2 separate regions of the Sus scrofa genome follow, and region 2 is linked to region 1. The links are chromatin contacts, called in public Hi-C maps. All regions are on one chromosome and are shown on one strand. Each heading gives the region's core, a stretch centred on a gene start, on an enhancer-like site or on the middle of the called end of the contact. The rest is flanking DNA. Distances are from core to core; before and after follow the strand shown.

Region 1 (4,520 bases), core at 1,946-4,445:
TAGGTTTAATAAGTTTAAATTGTGTAGAACAGTGTCTGGCTGGTAATAAGTGCTCAATACACAGTAGCTATTATTAGGGAACTTCTAAGAGACTCCCGTATTCTTGTTTTATTTTTTAATTCCTTTTTTTTTTTCCTTAATAGGGCCATGCCTGTGGCATATGAAAGTTCCCAGGCGAGGGGCTGAATCAGAGCTATAGGTGCTGGCCTACACTACAGCCAAGCAATGCCAGATCTGAGCCACATCTGCCACCTTCATTGCAGCTCACGGCAATGCCAGCTCCTTAACCCACTGAGCAAGGCCAGGGATGGAATGTGAATCCTCATGGATACTGGTCAGATTCTTAACCCACTAAGCCACAACAGGACCTCCACGACAACGTTTAAAGCAGACACATTTGGGGTTGGCCGTCCAGCTCATGGTGGTCCCCTGCCTGCCCCTCACCCCTTCATTCAGAGGTGCTTTCCAGGGGCTGTGCTTTTCCTATGTTCCTGTATGGTCCTGCTTCCTTCGCTACACTTGATGGCAGTGAGAGGGGCTCCTGAACTACTCTGGACCAGTCAGGATCTCAACAGTAGAGGTTTAAAACTGGGGTCAGGCCTTGCATGTGGCTGGCTTATGAACATGGGAGGACTAGAAGCAAACATGCAGAAAAATGCAGGGAGAAGTGAAATGGCCAGGGACCTGCTGGCTTTCCAGAAGCTGGTGCTCATCTTTCCAGAGGATGGGCTTCATTACGCTGTTGGGCTCTATGAAATATCCGCTGTATCCTCACCCAATTTCTTTTTTTTTTTTTTGTCTTTTTGCCATTTCTTGGGCTGCTCCCGCAGCATATGGAGGTTCTCAGGCTAGGGGTCCACTCGGAGCTAAGCCGCCGGCCTACACCACAGCCACAGCAACACGGGATCCTTAACCCACTGAGCGAGGCCAGGGGTTGAATCCGCAACCTCATGGTTCCTAGTCGGATTCATTAACCACTGAGTCATGACAGGAACTCCCCAATTTCTTTTTACTTAATTTAAGAGAATACTGGTTTTGGTTAGTTGTGATGTAAGAGTCCTAATTACTTCAGCAATATGTGGGAATGAAGAAGCTGTCATAAAAACCAAAGGAAGACTTCATAGAGTTCTCTTGTCTCTGGTGGCACACTGGGTTAAGGATCCAGCACTGTCACTGCAGCAGCTAGGGTCACGCTGTGGTGCAAGTTCGATTCCTGGCCCCGGAACTTCCACATGCTGTGGGGGCTGCAAAAAAAAAAAAAAAAAAAGAATTGAGTAGAATTCTCTTCTCTTTCACTTTCAGTATCCATAGGTCTATGGAAGTCAGACTGTGCTGACCTCTGCTTTGACTCTGCTGTCCATTGCAGGAACCATGCCCACCCTGGGCAATTCATCACCCCCATTTGGCCCCAGCCACGCTGGGATCCAATTATCCCCACTGCATTTAAGGATCCCAGTTCAGTGGTTCAGTTCCTACTGTCATCTCTGACCTACAGAGAAGACTGACCAGGGAGGCTGGGTTGCAAATTATTTCCCAGAGTCCTGATGAACTGGGGTATGTTCTGGAACTTCTCGGCGTGAGTAAGCAGGTCTTATGTGATAAATCCCCTCTAAGATTTCAACCTCCCTAAGCCTTTAGATAATTCCTTAACAGTATACCCCCGCAGCTCTGGCACTTCCACTTCATCTCTAGCGGAGGTCCCCTCTTGCCCCATGGTTGCCTCATCTAGGTGACACACAGGGCTTTCTCCAGTCTCTGAGACTACAGTATTGAATCCGGATCACTGCTTCGTGGTCTACCTCATTACATTTGGGCAGATCCAACTTTTTGTTCCTCTGCCACCTTCCCACGTCCTGCATATCAACCTTCATAGTCATTCTGTCCCACAACCTTCCGACTTTTAAGCACATCCAGGTGTTTCACTCACAAGGGTCTAATCTTTCGAAAGACCTTGAGCCTTCTTTAGTTGTAACAAGATCCTTCCCCTTCCTCCTGGGAGCCAGCCTCTCTTCCTTCCTCCTTCCCTTCGTTCTTTCCTTTGTCTCTCTCTTCCTGTCCCTCCCTCCTTGGACCCCTCCCCCCCTTTATTGGTGGCACCCACGGCATGTGGAAGTTTCCTGGCCAGGGACTGAACCCGCACTGCAACAGCCACCGGAGTCGATGCAGAGACAAGGCTGACCCTAAACCTACTGTGCCACAAGAGAATGCTCAGGGAGCCCTTCTGACCCCTCTTCACAACACTCCCTCTTATCCCAAACTTCTGCAATGTTTTGTGCCAAACCTCTGGCCATGGCAAATTCAACTGTACTGCTATTTAGTGTTTTTTTTGTTTTTTTCCCTTTTCTTATTAGAGCCGCATCTGCGGCATATGGAAGTTCCCAGGCTATGGGTTGAATCAGAGCAGTAGCTGCTGGCCTATACCACAGCCACAACAACACCAGATCCAAGCCACATCTGCCACCTACACTGCAGCTCACAGCAATACCGGGTTCTTAACCCACTGAGCAAGGCCAGGGATGGAAACCGCATCCTCATGGATACTAGATGGATTCTTAACCTGCTAAGCCACAACGGGAACTCCTGTTATTTATTTTTTTTAAGATTTTACCGAAGTGTAGTTGATTTACAATATTGTGTTAATTTCTGCTGTACAGCAAAGTGATTCTGTAACCCATATACACATATCCATTCCCATATAGTTTACCACAGAATACCCAGTTAGAGTTCCCTGTGCTATTGGGCAAGTCCCCCTGACCATCCATCCCATACACAAGAGTATTCACATGCCAAGTTTTATAGCAGGTGTTCATCTTCCCCTGGAGGGGAGCGTCCTAAGGGCAAGAACCATTTCTGGCAGCTGCAGCCTCAGTGATGCTCCAGGTGCCTCCCCCAACGAAGAATGAACCGTGACGGAGGAGGAGGTGAGTTGGCTGGCTTAAGGGCTCCGCACGGATCACAGTTGTGTCCTGGGCTGGCTGCCTAACGTGCGAAGGACCCGTCCAGTGCTGCCAGGAGCTTCAAACAGTGGGTCTCATTTCATTCTGAACTGCTCGCCCCGCTCTTTCCCCACGTCCTCCTTCCCCGCGTCCCTTGCTAAACATATCCCCTCGATCACGTCCATCAGCTCTTCGGCCACTTCCCTAATTTGTGTCTGGGAGGCAGCTTTGCGGACGTCCCTCTCCCTCTAGGAAGGCCTCTCAGTCTCTTCTTCCCCAAACGCCCGTTCTCCCCACCGCACTTCCCCTCTGGTTCTCGGCCAGCAAAGAGCGAGAGTGAAAAGCAAACTTTCTGAGGTCCGGGACACAAGCTGCCGGCCTACCAGCCCCGCCCGCCCCAGCGCGCGCGCGCGCGTGTGCCCGCGTGTGTATGTGCGCGCGCGCGTGCCGGGGCTGAAGCTGGAGAGGAAACCGCCCGCCCCGCCCGGGAGAAGGAAGGAGCCTCCCCCTTCCTCGCCAGCCCCCTCCCCACTTCCCGTCCGGTTTGGCCGCTCGCTTCCTTCTGCGTCGGGCCTCTGGGCGCACCGAGCGGCCGGCAGCTGAGGAGCTGGAGGCGGCGGAGGCGGAGCGGGAGCAGCGGGCGGGGCGCATGCTGGGCGGGGATCCCCAGGGCGCCCCGGCGGTGGCGCCGGGGGCCACCGCGCAGGTAGGGGTTGCTGTCACGGCGGCCCGGCAGAAGCCGGGCGGGGAGGGTGCAGATCTGGGGTGCGCCTCTGTTGACAACTTGGGTTCGGTGCACCCTTGTGGGGTGAGGGAAACTGAGGCAGGGCGCGTGGTGTGCAGAGTTGGGGTTGATGTCGGGTCAGGTTCCCCCGAAGGCTGGGCTGAGATCCCTGGAGCTTCAGTTTGGGGAGCTGTCCAGGTCTTTTCCGCCCCCGTGTGTCCTGGTGGCCCAGGAAGGGGCGCGTTCAGGTTTGGATGCATGCGGGGACTGCTCCCTCCGTCGCTTTGCGTCCTCACTCGCACGCCCGCGGGACAAGGGGACAACCCCGCCGCCCTGTTCCCCTCCTCTCCCCCCCCCCCCAGACTGAGTCGGGACACCCAGCCGGGGTTCGGGTTTCACCCCATCTGGGACATGGAGGGAGGGGTTCGGGGGTGGAATGAGGGACGTGGTGCTGGCACCGCCTCAAGGGGGCTGCTTTGCGGACAATCTCACCTCCCATTTCCTCCGCGGTAGTAACGCCCACGCAGGCTCCGAGAGACCGCTCTGCTTCCACCGTTCGGAGCACGGCTCTCGCTGTCAAAGCTCGGGGGTGACGCTGAGGGCCATTAAGTGCACGGCTGCTTTTCAGGAATGGCAAGAGCTCCCCTACCCTCTCGCTTTTGAAATGCGTGCAAAGGAACCTGAGACTTTGGGAAGAGAAAGAGCGTTGGAGTCAGGGGTGCTGGCTGTATGTTCTTGCTGGGCCAGAAGAGGACCCACTAACTTTGACAGAGCCCTTAACGTCTCTGAGCCCCCGTTTCCTAAATGTAGAAGAGAACACTACTCACCCGTCCCCACCCTGTGCCTAGTTTTGTTGTGTG
Region 2 (4,580 bases), core at 1,523-4,022, 550 kb before region 1:
AGTATCCCAAGTGGTCTTTCCTGAGTATCTACGTGGGCCGCCCTGTTTATCATCCAAGGTCAGACACAGGCTAAAGCAAGAGCTGGGGTTCACCTGAGCACCCATTCATCAGCAGGCAACTGGAGATGCTGGGGGAGGGTATGGAGTGGAGCTAGGAGGGCACTGGAGGGTGCTGGGGAGCATTCTCTGTTCCAGGAGCAGCCGGGAAGGCCCTGAGAACCACATCTGAAGACAGAGCAAATGGGAAGGGTCGGACTGCCCTCCTCAGTCTGGTTCAGGGCCCTTTTGGATACAGCTGGGGCCACTTATTCAGGCCACTCTGCCCAGCAGCCTATCCTCACCTTGTCCTTTGCCTTGTGCCCAGGAGCCCGCCTTCCTCCACAAATGGCCCTCCTCCTGGGCCTGAGACAACAGGTCCACTCTGTTACCAACCTCTTGCCAAGTACCAGGAACACGTTGTAGACACTCCAGTGCAATTAAATCACACTGTATTTTGCTGCAGGCAAAAATACACCCTAGGCAATGTCCCTCTGTACCTCTCCTCAAACTCTCTCTCTGCCATGCGCGCTGAGAGGCTGGTCAGAGGCATTCCAACACACGCTCCCAGCCCATTTCACAAAGCTGAGCTCAATTCTGAAAACCAGGGCCCTTCTGCTCCCAGAAGGACAGGTAGAGACCACAATGAAAAGTTCCGTTGGCTGTTAAATGGCTTTAGGTTTACAGATTCACAAATTCACTAACAGCTTGGTCTGACGCCCAGGTAAGGAATCAAGAGTAGAAAATTGGCCATGTCTTCTTCCCTTATCAGCCACACTGGGCCCTTTTAGGGCCTGGGCTTGTTGATGATGAGCAGGCATGTGTATATTCTTAGCCGGACAGCAAGCTCAGGGAAAATGACAGTCACGCTCCAACATCTCTAAGTACTTGCAGGTTTATGTCTTCGCATAAGTCATGTATTCCTAACTTTTCCAAAGAGGGCCTGCCTGCTTTTCCATCACCCAGATCTGAGCACCAACCCTGCAAATGTCTTTGGAGAGGTGCATGTTTTCACACTAAAAATGTTTCAGCTCTAGGAATATATTTCAAACCTATATTCTCATCTCTTCCGTTTACCACACCCTCGTTTTTCCTGGCAAAGCCTTCTGAGACTTTTCTTTTAATTCTGTCAGGATATGGCAACGCTGGCAGCATATTTCCGTCCTCTCACACTTCCCTCGCATTCAAGTGGGTTTATAGCCACAAACATTTTGTATTAATAAGTGTCTCAGCACACCCACGCCTAAAACTCAGATTTAAGCCTCATTCTTAACTAGAATTCCTTCCACCGTTCACAACTTCCTCGGAAAACCTCTCCAAGCCCAGCCCCTCCTCCCCGCAGCCTCCAGGCCCTCACAGGATGCCAACCTCTCAGTCTGCTTGTCCCACTTTGACCTTCACAGCAAAAGTTGAGTTTGAAGGCAAATTCTAATGGCACCCAACAGGTTTTAGGTAACCACATTCCCAAGAAAAAGACCAACTTTCTGGGCAGCACAGAACAATTTTGTGTGGGTCATCCCTGAGGTTTCTTCCCTGGGGTCTGAGTCTTTTCTCCCTTCACAATGACCGCCCCTCCAAAAAGTCCCGGCACAATGAATGTCTAGGTCAGAGGCCCATGCATGCCCTTATATGTACCAAAGTCTTCCCAGGGCTTGTGTAAACGTCTACATTAGCTTTTTGGTGGGAAAACGGGACCACCAAGCTCACTCCCAAAACAAAGCTTCACAGCACGATTCCTCGGAAACATCTTAGGGCTTCGGATTTTGCCTCCTAACCCTGGAAGGCACCTCTTCCTGCTTGTTATCTTCACAATTTCACGCTCCCCACACAGCTCATCAATTAATATTAATATATATATATAATTAATATTAATATATATATATATATATACAACTTGCTGATCGCCTTCCCTGGCAGGCCTGGGATGGGTACTACTATTCCCGGTTTCCCCGGGGGTACAGAGGCCCCAAGAGGTTAGGTGACCCATGGCCAGACAGCTAAATGGCAGAGTGGAACAGAACTCAGGTTTGCCTGGCTTTAATCCCTTGCTCTTCTTGCCACTTCGGTCTGCCTTTTAGCTCTGGGAGCGGTTTCGGGTCCCATGCTGCCCGGCGGGGCAAGTCGCGGTGGAGGGTCTAGAAAGACCTCCTCTCTGAGATACTCCAAACTATCCCCGGGAGCCCCGGCCCCCAGAGCTCCGGATCTGGGCCGTCCCTCCCACCCACTCCGGGTCCTGCACCTTCTCCTCTGCAGCCCCTGCCCGCGCGCCTGCCGGCGGCGGCCACTAGCCGGCAGGTGTCCGCCCGGCCGGGGGCGCTCGGGGCGCGGGTAGGGGCCCGGCCCGTACTTACCTCGTCCCCGAAGCGCACCACCTTCTGGCCCGTGGGCCCGCGCAGCCCGGGGAAGCGCGCGAGCTCCTCGGGGTCCCCGGGGTCGCGGGGCGCGGGGGCGCTCGGCCCCACCAGGCACCGGTCGATGATCTCGTCCTGCTGCGCGGGCGGCAGCCGCGCCCACTCGGGCCCGTACTTCTCCCGGATCTTCTCCTTGTCCTGCATGATCTTCCTGGCCATGGGGCTCAGCGACGAGAAGTAGGTGAAGCGCTTCCGCTCCCTGTCGTCCAGAGGCCGGTTCCCGCTCATGACCGCCGAGCGCGAGGCCGCGATCGCCGCCGCCATGGACGCCATGCCCTGCCAGCCCGTCGCTCCCCGCCCGCGCCGCCCCCACCCCCGCCCTGCGGCCCGAGCACCGCCCCCCGCGCCGCCCCGCGAGCAGCGCCCCACTGCCCCCGGGAACCCCGCCTCCCGAGCCCGCCCACCTCCTGCAGTCCCACCCCGTGCCCGCCCAACTCCGGCGACCCCGCCCTCCGCGCCCCGCTGCTTCCGGGAGCCCTGCTCACGCCCACCTCTTCCTCCTGGATCCCCGCACTTTGCGCCCCCCACCCCCGGGGAACCCTGCCCTCCGTGGGCCCCCCGCATCTGGAACCCCACCTCTCATGCCCCAACCCCGGTAACTCCTCCCACTGCGTCCCTATCCCCGGGAGGCCCGCCCTCCGCGGCCCCCACTCTCGGGAACCCCGCCCCCTGCGTGCCACCCCGGGAACCCCGCCCCCTACGCCCCCACCCCCGGAACCCCGCCCCTTGCATCCGTCCACCCCGCCCCCGAGAACCCCACCCTCCGCGGCCCCCACCTTCAGGAACACCGCCTCCCGCATCCTCCCACCCCCGGGAATCCCGCCCCATGCACCCCCCCAAGGATCCCGCCCTCCGCTCCTCACAGCATCCTCCAGATCTGCTGTCTTCGGCTTCCGTGGTGCCTCCACTTTTCGGGGCTTCCCTTGGCCAGCGCGGGAGATGACTGGCGTGTCCCCAAGTCTGCACCCGGCGTTCTGGCAGGATTGCTGGTAGTGACCGCCATAGCGCCACGTGGTCGCTTGACAAAGGAAACTTTTCTCTCCCTCCGCTGTGCTTAAGAAAGCCCGGCATTTCTGGACTGAGCCAACGGCCGCCTTATTCCTATCATGTCCCTGTCCCCGTTGAGCCATCTTCGCTTTCTTTGAGCCATCCCAAGACCTGGGCCAGGGTCCCAGAGCGGTGAGCTGATAGAAGGGGTGGGCGCCGGGCAGCGAGGGCACGGAAGAGAGCTGGGGAGACTGGACTGGTGTCGGGAGTGTTTAAAGAAAATCATTTCCCGCGCCTCCTGAAAAGACAGGAGTAAAATGAAGCGCCAGGTAGCTTATCCTTATAGCGCTTTTCCCCAAAAGGAGAGAGCTCGGAACTTCTGGGCAGGCATCGGGCCGGCGGGCTGGTGAATCTGTTCTTCGCTTTGCTTCTGCAGGTGAAGGCGTTTTTCCGAAGCCTGCCGAGTGGCCTTTGCGTTCTCCAAGATTTCCTTTGGAATCTCAGAAATCGCAAAACTCTTGGCAGTTGGATGTTTGCAAACCAACTGAAGAGCAGCAGAAAGTTTTCAGGCAGAGGAGTAGTTGAGTAGAGGAGTCGTTTCATAGGCATCCCAGTAGTTGGGGGCCAGGTGTGTCCCAGAATACATCTATCAAAGTTGTGCAGAGCCCTGTCTGCTTTTCTATCTTGGCTGATTTGCACAACACTGTAACAGGTCTCGGACTAGATTAAATGTCCACATTTAAAACAAAAAAGACCGTATTTCAGGTGTTACTAAGGAGCTTTGCGTCTAAAGTAACACTTGGAGGAGTTCCCGTCGTGGCGCAGTGGTTAACGAATCCGACTAGGAACCATGAGGTTGCGGGTTCGGTCCCTGCCCTTGCTCAGTGGGTTAAGGATCCGGCGTTGCCGTGAGCTGTGGTGTAGGTTGCAGACGCGGCTCGGATCCCGCGTTGCTGTGGCTCTGGCGTAGGCCGGTGGCTACAGCTCCGATTAGACCCCTAGCCTGGGAATCTCCATATGCCGAGGAAGCGGCCCAAGAAATAGCAAAAAGACAAAAAATAAAATAAAATAAAATAAAAAAATAAAGTAACACTTGGAAAATTCTGAAGTTTATAAAATAAGTCAATGTTATCTCAAAAAATAATT

The links. A called contact is a pair of places that touch in the nucleus more often than the background predicts.
Region 2: a contact with region 1 is called in a Hi-C map of skeletal muscle, with 9 times the contacts expected there. The contact joins the promoter of C14H1orf198 here to the promoter of DISC1 in region 1. A contact is called at or near these places in 1 of 5 promoter capture datasets (fetal liver) and 2 of 47 Hi-C or Micro-C datasets (liver and skeletal muscle).

Annotation. Positions count from the first base shown.
Region 1 is chr14:58,962,629-58,967,148 of Sscrofa11.1, reverse strand. It overlaps DISC1 (disrupted in schizophrenia 1 protein), which reads left to right and starts at 3,195. Exons shown (of 13, transcript XM_021073577.1): 1 at 3,195-3,642.
Region 2 is chr14:59,514,946-59,519,525 of Sscrofa11.1, reverse strand. C14H1orf198 reads right to left here and starts at 2,772. Exons shown (of 4, transcript XM_001927098.5): 1 at 2,388-2,772. The coding sequence starts at 2,720.